2 separate regions of the Oryctolagus cuniculus genome follow, and region 2 is linked to region 1. The links are chromatin contacts, called in public Hi-C maps. All regions are on one chromosome and are shown on one strand. Each heading gives the region's core, a stretch centred on a gene start, on an enhancer-like site or on the middle of the called end of the contact. The rest is flanking DNA. Distances are from core to core; before and after follow the strand shown.

Region 1 (7,088 bases), core at 1,766-4,265:
TCTACTGCTTTTCCAGGTCATAGCAGAGAGTTGGATCGGAAGTGGAGCAGCCAGGACTCGAATCGGCTCCCATATGGGATACCAGCACTGCAGGCATCAGCTTTACCCACTACAGCGCCGGCCCCCATCTTGGCCATTTAGATAGTGAACCACTAGATGGGCACTCTCTTAAATAATAATTTTAAAAACGCATTAGGGGCTGACGCTGTGGCACAGTGGGTTAACGCCCTGACCTGAAGTGCTGGCATCCCATATGGGTGCTAGTTCGAGTCCCGGCTGCTCCACCTCTGATCCAGCTCTCTGCTATGGCCTGGGAAAGCAGTGGAAGATGGCCCAAGTCCTTGGGCCCCTGCATCTGTGTGAGAAACCTGGAAGAAGCTCCTGGCTTCGGATTGGCGCAGCTCCGGCCGTTGCGGCCATCTGGGGAGTGAACCAGCAGATGGAAGACCTCTCTCTCTGTCTCTACCTCTCTCTGTAACTCTTTCAAATAAATAAGTGTTTAAAAAAAGCATTAAAAAGAAAGACAGCAAGAGCCACATTAAAAGGCTATACGAATTAAATGTATTAATATGGGCAAAGTATTCAAAATAGTGACTGACACAAAGTAAGTTTTAAATATGTCCTGGCTATATAATTAACATGTATTGGTTACTACTGACCCTTTCCACCGGCTGGTTCTCTACCATGTTCTGTATCTTCTGCTATATTATACCCCTATATATTCTACATTATGAATGGACTCTTCATTTTCCCTTTATCCAAATCTCACTCAGATTTCAAAGCTGACCTCTAGTACCTCCTTTGATCATTTCAATCCATCAACAATCTCTCTAAATACCTTTAGCATTGTCAGTATCACTCAGCATCTAATTAAAACTGCTTTAAAGCTGTGATTTTTCATTTTTAAGTCAATCCAATTTTGTGCAAATTATGTTTAGATTTGATGACATCTCATGCATCTTTGTGAGTTCTTAAAGTAGTAAGTGCTCAGCTGGATCCTATAGACTAAGAAAGCCCAACAGAAACATCAACTTTGAGCATACTGTCTTGGCAATCACACGAACGGTGAAGCCTATGAGAACATTCCATGCTTCTCCAGGAGCCAAGCTGCAACTGTACTAAGGCCAGGCAATTCTGACTCCCATTAAAATGAGCAGCTCTGAAACAGCTTGGGGGATGGGAACCCTTCCTGCCATAGTAGAGGGATTATGGATATAGCTCTTAAATTTCCAAACCAAATGTTGCACTGGAATCTCTATGAGAAATGTGTCAGTATGACAAAATGATTAAGCACATAGGATACAGAGTCACATAGGCATTTATTTTACTGTTATCAATCAATTTTACTTAACCTGTTGTCAACCCTACTTCACAGGAATGTAATAATCAACATTCACTCTAATATTTAACTGCTATGCAAATCCTATTGGGGGAAAAAACCTAAAAACAACAATTCGTGAGAACAACACTATTAATTGTGTAAGAATATACTCTAATAAATTGGCTGGCAGCAGTACAGTGCTCCAAATTACCAATGAGAAAACTAAACTACTGTTGTCAATAATACAGACTTGAAAGAAAATTTTCACTACAATTTTTGACACTCCCTTCTAATCTTTCCCTTTCACCTGTAATTAAAACCAAATGTTCAAAATTATTGCTAAAGAGAAACAGCTGGAACTCCCAATTTACCTTCCTATCAAGTTGGTTCTTGTAATATTCTCATCTGTACTTCCCAATAGGTATTAACCTCAATTTAAGAAATGAAGATAATGGTGACTAACTTGCAGGATTATCCGAGTCAATAATTTCAAATCCAGAGTTGCTCCAACTTGAAGCTGGCAGTCACACACAGTCTAAAGGGTTTGTTTACAGCACTGACTAAACCAAATACCGCAATCTTTTAGATTTGTCCTGGAACTCTACCAATAAATTATCTTAAAGCGGTATAACTGCGTTATAAATTATTGTAAAGCGGTATAACTGCCCAAAACTACACAAATTAAATCACAATCGGCTTCCTTCTTTAGGCAAAAAATAAATAAATAAATAAATAAAAACGGCAAGTCTCATTTCTGATCTGTGAATTTTGGGGGTGGGTTGAGGTTATGAATAAGATGCAGTTCACCCACTGAAGAGCAGAACCTTGGTCTTGGAGTAACCTTTAAGCCTAGGGGAGCAGGAGACACATGAAAAGATCATGGATTTGTTCTCCTTAGGCTACAGCGCTATGTCGGGAAGGGTGGATAAAAGACCTCAAAGGCAGACAAGCAACGTTCGTTAACGTGATTACTAGCGCTGCGAACTTCAAACGGTGTTGAAGCATTACAGTTTGAGGATGAAAAGACGGCCACGAGGAAGGGGAATCAACCTCCGGCCTGAGATTCGGAGTCAAGTGCGGGGCTCGTGGAATTTAAAGGGCGGCGGAGAGGGGGCTGGAAGAAACGAGGTCGGGGCGCCAAGCAGGGGTCCAGTCTTGAAGGGAGCTTAACAGGGTGTGCGTAGGGCAGGCGGAAGGTCTGTACTTGGGATTCGGGAATCGAGGTGACAAAGTTGCAGAAGTCCAATCAGGGGGTGGAAGCAGAGAGGGGAAGGAATGTGGGGATTTCCAGGCTGGGACTGACAACCTCGGGGTGCGCGCGCGGCCGGGCGCTCCTCTCCCGGGGAAGGAAGAGGCCCGCTCCAGCGCAGCTCGCCGGTCCGCGCCGCCCGAGCCCGCCCGCGCCCGCGCCCGCCCGCTACTCGGCCCTGCACCCGGTCCCGGCCCGTCCTCACCTCAGGCCGCGGCGCCTCGCTCTTCTGCGACTCCACGGCTGACTCTCCGTCGGCGCCAGGCCGGACCAGACCCAAGACGTCAGGTGGGCGAGCCTGGCAGCCCCCCTACTCAGCCGGCCGCAAGACGACTTCCCGGGCCTCTGGGCTGTCGGCCCCGGTGCCGGACAGCTCGCGGCTCCCTTCCCCAGGACGCGACGCGCCGATCTTCTACCGCGACGGGGCGCTGCGTCCCCCTAACCCCGCCCCGCGGCGCCCCCTCCATGCCCCGCCCCCAGAGTCGGGGCCCGGGTTCTGATTGGTCCTTACGAGTCCGGGTACCCCCAGGCATTGGCCCAGCGGCTGCTCCACGACGAGGGGGCGGGACTCCGGGCGGCTGCGATTCCCGTAACGCTGCTCCCGGCGTCCCGGATTCTGGCGGCTGCGCTCGCGTCGCCTCTCCCAGACGAGATCGAAGGGTTCCCCCGCCTCCCCTTTGCGGGCGGAAGGAGCGGAATGTTCCATTTTTCCGTGGAATAACGGGTCATGAACCGAAGCCCGGGTGCTGCCCGCCCGCACCTCCCGCCCTCGCTTCTCACCAGGGCGCCCTCGGCTTCCCTTCGCGGCTCCGTCCCGGGCCTTCCCTGAGGAACCCGGGGCCGCGAGGGACAGCGTGTCTCCCTGAGGGACCGGGAAGCGCGAGAGTCCCGTGGGGAAAGTGAAGGACTCGGTGGCCGAGATTGTGGCGACAGTGGCGGCGGCGGCGGCTTCGGCCCAGGTTTTATGTAAATAAGTGTTGCCACGGTGTAATTTTTTTTTTTAAGTTAGTGACTTTGGGTATGAGTGATAAGAGAATCCAGAGAGGGTGACCTACCAAGAAACTGATGTTTCTTTGCGTGTTGCACTCCCCAGTTAAGAAAAAAAAAAAGTAAAAATCAATTTCTTCATGATTCAACCTCCTACCCCCACCTGGAATATAGACCTAAAGGCTCACGTTGGTTAATGTGCATTTGCCAAAGCAAATGAGAAACTTCAAAGATGCTGTGTGTGTGTGTGTGTGTGTGTGTGAAGAAAGACAATCAGGACCGGGGTCTTTTGTGGAAGAATGGCTGTCTCGAGGAGGGCTGCAATGGCTTCATGATAAATTATACCTACAAATTAATAGATAATTAAAAGGTTCTTCATTATGTTGAGGATTCAGATGGAATAAACAGATCACTTATGATCTCATAGTTGCTGATCAGGGAGCTTTTACTAGAAAGACTCAGGGAAACAGGAGTTTTTAGTAGAAAGGGCCTTCCAAAGCAGTCAAAACTTGGCAATTGTTGCTACTCCTGATATCCTATTCTGTTTTGCTGCTCGCTGTCATCTTACATCTAACCTACACAATGTGATCAGATTGATCCCATGTACTTCCTTGTCTGTGGTGTTTCTGAAACTCTTTGTCAGTCTCGGTGCGTCCTCATGTTGTTCATCAGTAATGATTTCAGCACCCTGACTGCATAACTTCCCCTCCTTTTCTTCCCCAGTCGTCTTCAACTTCACTCAGTCCAAGTAGCCCAGAGGTGGAGCCGCACCTTTCACTTAGTCATCGAGTGAAGCTACTCCACCTCCCAAGTTTTGCATTGTGAGTGTCCCTCTCTGTCCCCTTGGCTGCTCACCCTTCTCCCTCCATTGTGTCCTCAATCCCATTAGCTCTGCAGTTTGTCCTGGGTGTGACCTCCAGTCTTTGTTCTCCTAATGTACCAGTTATTTCCTACCTCTTCTTATCTTCCTCAGCAATGGGAGCCTTTGTATCGGCAAGCATCTTCAGTTCCTTTGACCTTCAGCCACGTTTATGTTGTCAATCTATTTCCTGTTTCCCTTTTCCTTGAACTACCAGCCCCATCTCCACATTGGTTCTTAGTACAGAACCTTGTTTCATTACTTCCGAGAAAAATACAAACTATCCTTAACTTTTCTCCAACTTAGGATTCAGCTGCTATATAGATTTAGCCCTCTCCTCTTTTCCCTCTTGCTCAGAGGAAGAAAAGTCTGTTCTTTTGAAAAGCTAACTCTTCCTCCAGTGGTGTTTTTTTTTTTTTTTTTTTTGACAGGCAGAATTAGACAGAGAGAGAGAGAGAAAGGTCTTCCTTCAGTTGGTTCACCCCGGAAATGGCCGCTACCCAATCTGAAGCCAGGTGCTTCCTCCTGGTCTCCCATGTGGGTGCAGGGCCCAAGCACTTGGGCCATCCCCCATTGCCTTCCGGGGCCACAGCAGAGAGCTAGACTGGAAGAGGAGCAGCCGGGACAGAACCGGCGCCCCAACCGGGACTAGAACCAGGGGCGCCAGCACCACAGGCAGAGGATTAGCCTAGTGAGCCGTGGCACTGGCCTCCTATGTTCTTAATCCTACTCCTACTAAGTTCAGTCTCCTGTCTGATGGTTTTCATTATTACCATTAAACATCTTAGAGATTTAACAATTAAATGTTAACTCAGTGCTGAATTGGGGGCAGCTGCTATATAGGTTAAAACCTTTGTAATTCAACAGCATCTAAATCACAACCAAATTTAAAGTCAGGAATTAAATATAAGTATCAAAATGAAGTAGGTTAAGCTATATTATAATCCAGGTAATAAAATAAATTTGGGATGAAATATGAATGTAAATCATGTAGTTACTTAATTTCCAAGCTAGAAAAAAGGCAAAATTCACTGTGTAGCAACAAGACTAAGAAACATAACTGCCATTTCAAAAGTTTTACCAAAAAAGCATATAAAAAACCATACATATACTATAAGAGTACAACTTGCAAAAATTTCACAAATTGAACACACTCACATAACTAGAATCTTGATCAAAAACAAAACTCAAGCAGAACTACGAAAGGTCCCTCCTGTACCCCTTCAGTTACTGGATTACCTCTGCTCAGACTTTGAATACCGTAGTTTGATGCCTATCATTTTAAAATCAAGGAGTTAGGAATTTTTTAATAGTAGTAGCATGTGCTTATTTTATTTCATTTAATGAGTAACTAGAGCAGAGCAAGAGAGTTTGGAATGAAACAAGTACTGTTCTGTACAAAGGCTAAACATAGATGCAGACTGAAAAGGAATGGGTCTAGCTTCTTACTCCTGGAGACCTCCAGGGAACCCCTCCAAACAGCCAGAAGCTGGCCCATGATCTCGTGTTACCCTGTTTCATAAAGCTTGGCTTTAGCAAAGAAGAGGCCAGTGTAAAAGTGCCAGCAGCTGCCAGGTACACCCTATTCCTAGAATCTCAGGCAGGAAAAGGAGGTCAGGTGTCAGGAGTGTAGCCTTAGAATGGCCTGCGCTTGCTTCAGAATACCATTCCAGCAAATTCGAGAAGCAAGGACATTCCTTTGTTAACTCTCCTTGCATCTATCTTCCTGGGAAGATTGTTCTGAGTTACCAAAGAGGCTCCTTGGCTCCAACTCTGACACTTATGCCAATACCACATAGGTGAAAAGGTACCAGTATGAGTCTTTCAAACAGTTATTTTGGAGGCCAGCTTGTGGCACAGTGGGCTAAGCCACCCCTTGTGATGTCAGCATCCCATATGAGTGCTGGTTCAACTGCTCCACTTTCTATCCAGCTAACACTCTCTAGTCTGGCATATAGGATTTAGATAAAGATACAGCACTAACCATATTATATAATGGGTTAGGCAAATGTGCGTCTGTCTTCTTAAGGGAATATGGCAGTGCCTAATGAAAAGGCAACACTTAAATGAAAGTACTTCCTAAAAGGTTGGAATTTTCTGAATATTGACCCTGTGGGTCTTAGGATTTTAGGGAATGATCACTTTCTGTAATCAACACATAATAAGTAAAATTTAATCAGAGTCAAATGAAACTGGAAACAAAGCTAACCTAACACATGTCCAATTACAAGAATCATTATTTTGATGTACAGGTTCATGACAGACAGACTGTTAGGGTGAACTCCATGCCCTCTTGCTTCCTTGTGGTGCTCATGGGATTTCTTCTCGACTGTGAAGGGATACCCGTGGTTGGGTGACAAAGGATTAGAGTGGTTATCTTGGTAGTATCTCTCACTCCCCTGTGCAATGCTGTGGGCTCTGTGTCACAACAGATTGTGATGCCTACCTCTCCCATGCTAGATTTGGTGATGTAATCTACCATGTTTGAGTTTCCATATAAAAAGAGTCATGTATTAAAAAGCTGAGAACAGGAGTGGAGGTTGTGGGGCAGCAGACTAAGCTGCAGCCTGAGATGCACACGTCCCATGTCAGAGTGTTGCTTGGAGTCCTGGTACCTCTGTTCCCATGCTGCTGTACATCTGGGAGGCAGAGAATGACGGCTCAAGTGCTTG
Region 2 (6,187 bases), core at 334-2,833, 44 kb after region 1:
GGGAAACATAATCTAATTTTGAGCCCAGAAAGAGAACAGTCTTTGTGATCTGTCTCTGCCATAGGATTTGTTCTGTAGCAACCCAATTCTGTAGCAACAAGTTCAAAGCTAACATCACAAGGGTCTTTCCTAGTTTTTGGGCATTCCTTGGCCTTCTCACTTAGTAGGAATTTGAATATCCAGGCTCATGCCAACTCCTCTCCCTTTCTCCACTTTATTCCTTCCTTTGTCTTCTCTCTTCTCATATGTCAACATTCTTGATAATCTTCTCTAACAGAGGGTTTAGCTCTCTTGCATTGCCTTGTGTCGCACAGGATCCTGAGCTCCTGCTATCCATCTAAATGTCTCATCAGTGAACAAAGCCAATTCTTCACCCATAAATTCTTTCTTCCCAGGACATCAAATTTGAAGCCCTCTGGGGCCTATGTGTGACATACGATGTATGTCTGTGCTTCGCAGGCTGACATAAATATATTCTTGGAACTGTAAAGATTTATGCCTGGAAATGCACGAAGCCTTTATGCAAACACGCATCTGGTCTTCTCAGAATGGTATCCCCAGGGGCCACGTCTATGCTCTTCCCCTCTTTGGGGGATTGTTTCTCTGTGTCTTATGGCTCTAACATGAATCTTCTGAAGTCTGCAGCCTGAAGATTGTAAATATGCTTGAGGGTGTGTGCATATGCATGTGTGTTTTGCATGTTTTATCTCTTTCGATGGTGAAACTACTGTAAGGGTCCCTAAATCGCCCACTTGCAGAGAGAAGCAGAAGGAAGAGGCAGAGACAAAAAGCGTCCTAGGGGTCTCAAGCTTCAATCACCCTTGCCCCTGAACTTTATGATTCTATGAACCAGTAGGTGCCCTGTTCCCCCTAAGCTAGTTCAAAAAATATAGTCTGCCATTGACAGCCAAAAGAATTCAGATTTTTACACCAAACATGGCAATGCTCCTGAAAAGTCATTTGTTCGCTATCAAATTTGTTCAAATCCCTCAGCATTATTTTTGTTTCAGATCAATAGAATGGCTGTGCCTAGGGCCCTGGGGTGTGCCTGTTCCTCCCCACTTCAAGGTGCTTTTGCGGGAAAGAGCACTGCTGTCACCATTCTAAGCTTGACACAAGGTCAGATTACTTTTTTCCTTCTTGTGCACTCCTCTGGGGCGGGGGGGAGCCTGTGGAATGATGAGCTTCCCGCGCACTTTCTAGCTTTGACATATTTCTGGGGTGAAGGGCAGTGGCGACAGAAGCAGTGGCGTGCAGTGGAGCAGCCACATCTGAGAAGGCTGCTGAGCCATCCGGCACGGCGAGAATGCACCCAGTCTGCTTCCTGGAGTTCTGGATATAAGTTCTAAATAATGTATCACACAAAAACTGCAAGAGCAGATTAGAGGGAAACCCCGTGCTATCTCATACTGTTGGGAGAAAACTGCAAGCCCTCAGCTACCTCCTCCACTACAAAAAAAAAAAAAAAAAAAAAAAAAAAAAAAAAAAAAAAAAAAAAAAGTGCCAGCTCTGAGTGGAAAGGAAACACTTGTAGCTCCATTTCCTCTCAGGCACCAGCAGCTCTAAAAAAAGATTGCAATGTGAACAGAAGGTCTCAGACAGAGTCCTAGCGTTGCTTTGCTAAGTGATGAGAAGGCAGAGCAACGGTGTTGCCGGGTAGCTTCAGACCAAAGACGATCGCAAATCTGAAAACAGGATACACACCAGCCAGACACAAACAGCACCTGGGAGCTGCCTCTGCTGCCTGGGGAGGCCATGGTGGTTTGTCTGCTTTGTCCTTCGCTTCAAATCATGTTAGCTTCCAATCCAAACGTTGCCGGCTTCGTGTTTCGTTTCTTCTTACATCTGGGGGGTTCCTATTTGAATTTTAGCCACAGTGTTTGGAGTGGATGATCAGTCCTAGCATGGTTATGGCTTTGTTTTGTTTTGCTTAAATGAGATCGAGGACATGGTTAGATCCATCATTGATGACAAGGGTTCTACACACAAGCATCTGCACATGACTTCCATGGTTTCCATAGTTGTCAATTTTTACAAATAAACGGCTATGTGATTCTTAAGGAGCTTACTCTCAAATATTCTGACTCACTTTGGATCCTGGCTAAGTAAATGCTTTGCTTTCTCTTCTGTAAAATGCATATTGAAATTTAGGAAAAGAATCCAAATGACCGATACTGGAGTTGGATAGAACCATTAAATTTATCACATTAAAAACTGCGGTGTTTTGGTATTTGATGTGGGGTTGATCTTAAAAATCAGTCCTTAAGAATGGGCCATCAGAGAAGGAGGTATCTTTCTCTGAAGGGAGGCCACTTTGATTATGGCCTTGTCTAAATAAGGCCAGAGTTTGTGAACTCAAGAGGCTTCCATAGCCTTGGCAGCTCATGACAAGAGCCTCGGGTGATTACTGACATCATAAATAAGAGTGTCAGTTGTTAAATCAACAACAGGAGTCACTGTACACTTGCTCCCCATGTAGGATCTCTGTCCTTAATGTGTTGTACCAAACGAATTAACGGTAAAACCAGTACTCAGACAGTACTTTATACTTTGTGTATCTGTGTGGGTTCAAACTGTTGAAATCTTTACTTAGTATATACCAAGTTGATCTTCTGTATATAAAGCTAACTGAAAATGAATCTTGATGAAGAATGGGATGGGAGAGGGAGTGCGAGATGGGATGGTTGCGGGTGGGAGGGAGGTTATGGGGGGGAAAAGCCGCTATAATCCAAAAGTTGTGCTTTCGAAGTTTATATTTACTAAATAAAAGTTTTTTTTTTTTTTAAAAATCTCTAAAAAAACCAGTCCTTAATATGATGTTTTGTTAGACATGGTTTACCCCAATAATCCCCACTGATGGAAATACTTTCTACGTCACGCTGATTAATGTTAATCTGGTGAAGAGATAAGGTGCAACTCATGTTTAAGTCAGTTCTTCAGTCACCACACTTGATGTGATGATTTCAGTTTGGCAAACAGTAAAAGAAAACTGTGTAGCCCAGGCCCTGTGATCTGTCACACACTAAAGTCTATACCGCACTTCATCCTAACAAATTATTTTTGTGCTTCTAGTGGTGGGAACTATCCAAATGCTGTGATGATAATCAGGGAAGTAGTAATGGTAAATTGATGGGGCCCAAGTGTCTACAATATAAGCTCTCTGGGTTCTAGAATAACTAGGTTGTCCAATATTAGCCAAGTACAGGCTCTCTAAAGACTGCCCCTTCATAAACCCATGTAGAGGTTTATTATTTTTTTTTTTTCATGGAGAGGTTTAAAATGTTTTAGGGGCCGGCACCATGGCTCACTTGGTTAATCCTCCACCTGTCGTGCTGGCATCCCATATGGGTGAGAAGTTCTAATCCCGGTTGCTCCTCTTCCAGTCCAGCTCTCTGCTGTGGCCCGGGAAGGCACTGGAGGATGGCTCATGTACTTGGACCCTTGCACCTACATGGGAGACCAGGAGGGAACACCTGGCTCTTGGATTCGGATCAGCACAGTGCCGGCCATGGCGGCCACTTGGGGAGTGAACCAACAGAAGGAAGACCTTTCTCTCTGTCTCTCTCTCTCTCACTGTCTATAACTCTGTCAAATAAAAAAAAGTTTTAAATTTTATTTTAAAATTTAAATTTAGCGAAATCCATGTTTTTTGGTGTCAAGTTCCACGAGTTTTGACAAATGCATGTTACCAGCACCAAAATCAACATGTAGAATATTTCTTCCTCCAAAAATGCCCTTGGGCTATCCCTTTATATCCAAAGCCATCCCCTACTCTTCTATCTTGGAAAGCACTGATCTGTTCTCCATCTTTATAGTTTTGCAGTTTTCAGAATATTATATAAATGAGAAATGATGTGGTAAATGGATTCTGCCCCCTTGTATAATGCACTGGTTATTTATCCTAATTGTGCTTTGTGCCTTTTAATTGCTGAATCCTATATGGTATGGATTATTACAGTTTGCTTATTTATTACCTTATTGAGGGACATTTGGGTTAGTCCCAGATTGGGGGATAACAAAGTTGCTGTAAGCATCATGTGTAGCTTACTGAGTGGACATTTTCACCTGTCTTGGGTAAAAATCTAGGAGTGTGATACCAGGGAAGTTTAAAAAAAAAAAAGTTCCTATGTGCACAGGCTTATACTCTCTCTTTTTTTTTTTTTTTCTTGGGAATAGATTGGTATGTGGTGCAGAATGCCTGCACACACACCAGGATTTTTGCCCCCTCCAAGCTGTGGTTAGTATTTTAATCCTATGTTTTCAAGAGCTTATTAGCTTTAATTGGAGCAGCATCTTGCTTTTAGAAGAGGCGTTACTAAAATACAGTTTTAGAAAGAGTTCCTAATTGGTTAGGACTTTTGTTTCTTTTTTTTTTAATTTTTATTTAATGAATATAAATTTCCAAAGTACGACTTATGGATTACAATGGCTTCCCCCCCATAACGTCCCTCCCACCCACAACCCTCCCCTTTCCCACTCCCTCTCCCCTTCCATTCACATCAAGATTCATTTTTGATTATCTTAATATACAGAAGATCAGCTTAGTATACATTAAGTAAGGATTTCAACAGTTTGCTCCCACACAGAAACATAAAGTGAAAAATAATAGATGATTTTTTTAAATGATGATGAAATCAGATCAGACCTATTGTCATGTTTAATCCCAGTGAGAGTCAAGTTGGGAATTGATAATTTTTTTTTTTTTTACAGAAGATCAGTTTAGTATACATTAAGTAAAGATTTCAACAGTTTGTACCCCCATAGAAACACAAAGTGAAATATACTGTTTGAGTACTGGTTATAGCATTAAGCCTCAATGCACAGCACATTAAGGACAGAGATCCTACATGAGGAGTAAGTGCACAGTGACTCCTGTTGTTGACTTTACAAATTGACACTCCTGTTTATGGCATCAGTAATCACCCTAGGCTCTTGTCATGAGCTGCCAAGGCTATGGAAGCCCCTTGAGTTCTCCGACTCTTATCTTGTTTAGACAAGGTCATAGTCAAAGTGGAGGTTCTCTCCTCCCTTCAGAGAAAGGTACCTCCTTCTTTGAAGACCTGTTCTTTCCACTGGGATCTCACTCACAAAGATCTTTTTGCCAGAGTGTCTTGGCTTTCCATGCCTGAAATACTCTCATGGGCTTTTCAGCCAGATCCGAATCAGGCTTATACTCTCTTGGGCATGGAGCCTTGACCCATCTAATTTGCTTTTGAAAGACAAACACCTGATGGCTTGTTCTCCAAATGCTGCCAATGGCCAGAGCAAAGCGCCAGGCTAAAGAGGGTGGCTAGGAACTCAACCCGGGTCTTCCACATGGGAGTCAGGGATCTGCTGCTGCCTCCTCGGGTCCACACTATCAGGGAGCTGGGATCCAGAGCGGGGACTCCATCCGAGACACTACGCTGTAGGACAAGGTGCCCTGATTGTGTCTTTACTGCGAGACACAGTATGGAATGTGTACTGGTAAAGGGCTCCCCAGGTGTGATTTCTGAGTAAGGAATGCCCTTTGAAGTGATGAAATGTCTTGGAAATACAATGGTTGCACAACATTGTGAATGTACTAAATGCCATTGAGTTGTGTACTTTAAAAACGGTTAATGATTAATTCTTAGTCATATGCATTTTACCTCAGCTTAAAAAAAAATTAAAAAATAATGCTCCCAGAAGGTTCTGATGTTTGGGATCTCTGGTCCTGGGAGGCTATACCTGGGTGAGTTTCATGTTAAAAGGTGTTTATACTGGCCTCAGCCTCTGGGTCTTGGCCTAGTCTTTGTGAATCTGTAACAAACAGATTTTTTTTCTTAGAATCTTGAGGGGAATCTTGAGTTTTTATAGGCAGCAGGTAAGCCTGTAGCTTATATACCCTCTTGGTCATGACCCAGGATTCTGAGGCTGTGGCTTGCTCTGGTTTAACGGGAGCTCAGAGTGATCCAGGTGGGCCAGTTCTAGTTTCTCCCGGCATGGAGGAGTGTGGCAGGCTCCTTCACATCAGAGGACTGGCAAGGCCAGATCTGCCCTAGAGCTCATTGAGACTGTCCCCAGATTCATTTTCGATGCTCGGGATTGATTAGCGACCAATTCTCATCCCTCTGGGGTTTTCACTTTTGACCAGCAGAGATACAACGGCAGCAGTGGGATAGCTGACACCTCACTCATTTGCACAAGATGCAGCACAGAAGGCCAT

Evidence for each region. A called contact is a pair of places that touch in the nucleus more often than the background predicts.
Region 2: a contact with region 1 is called in a Hi-C map of an unstated tissue, with 2.5 times the contacts expected there. The contact joins the enhancer-like site here to the promoter of IL6ST in region 1. A contact is called at or near these places in 2 of 6 Hi-C or Micro-C datasets (ear pinna and an unstated tissue).

What each region holds. Positions count from the first base shown.
Region 1 is chr14:76,741,924-76,749,011 of mOryCun1.1, forward strand. IL6ST (interleukin 6 cytokine family signal transducer) reads right to left here and starts at 3,016. Exons shown (of 17, transcript XM_008262226.4): 1 at 2,776-3,016.
Region 2 is chr14:76,787,663-76,793,849 of mOryCun1.1, forward strand. No RefSeq gene overlaps it. Among named protein-coding and RNA genes, the nearest start is that of IL6ST, 46 kb to the left of the region's middle. Within about 2 kb of position 1,584, at least 3 of the 8 cell types and tissues checked have an H3K27ac peak or open chromatin away from gene starts, as enhancers often do.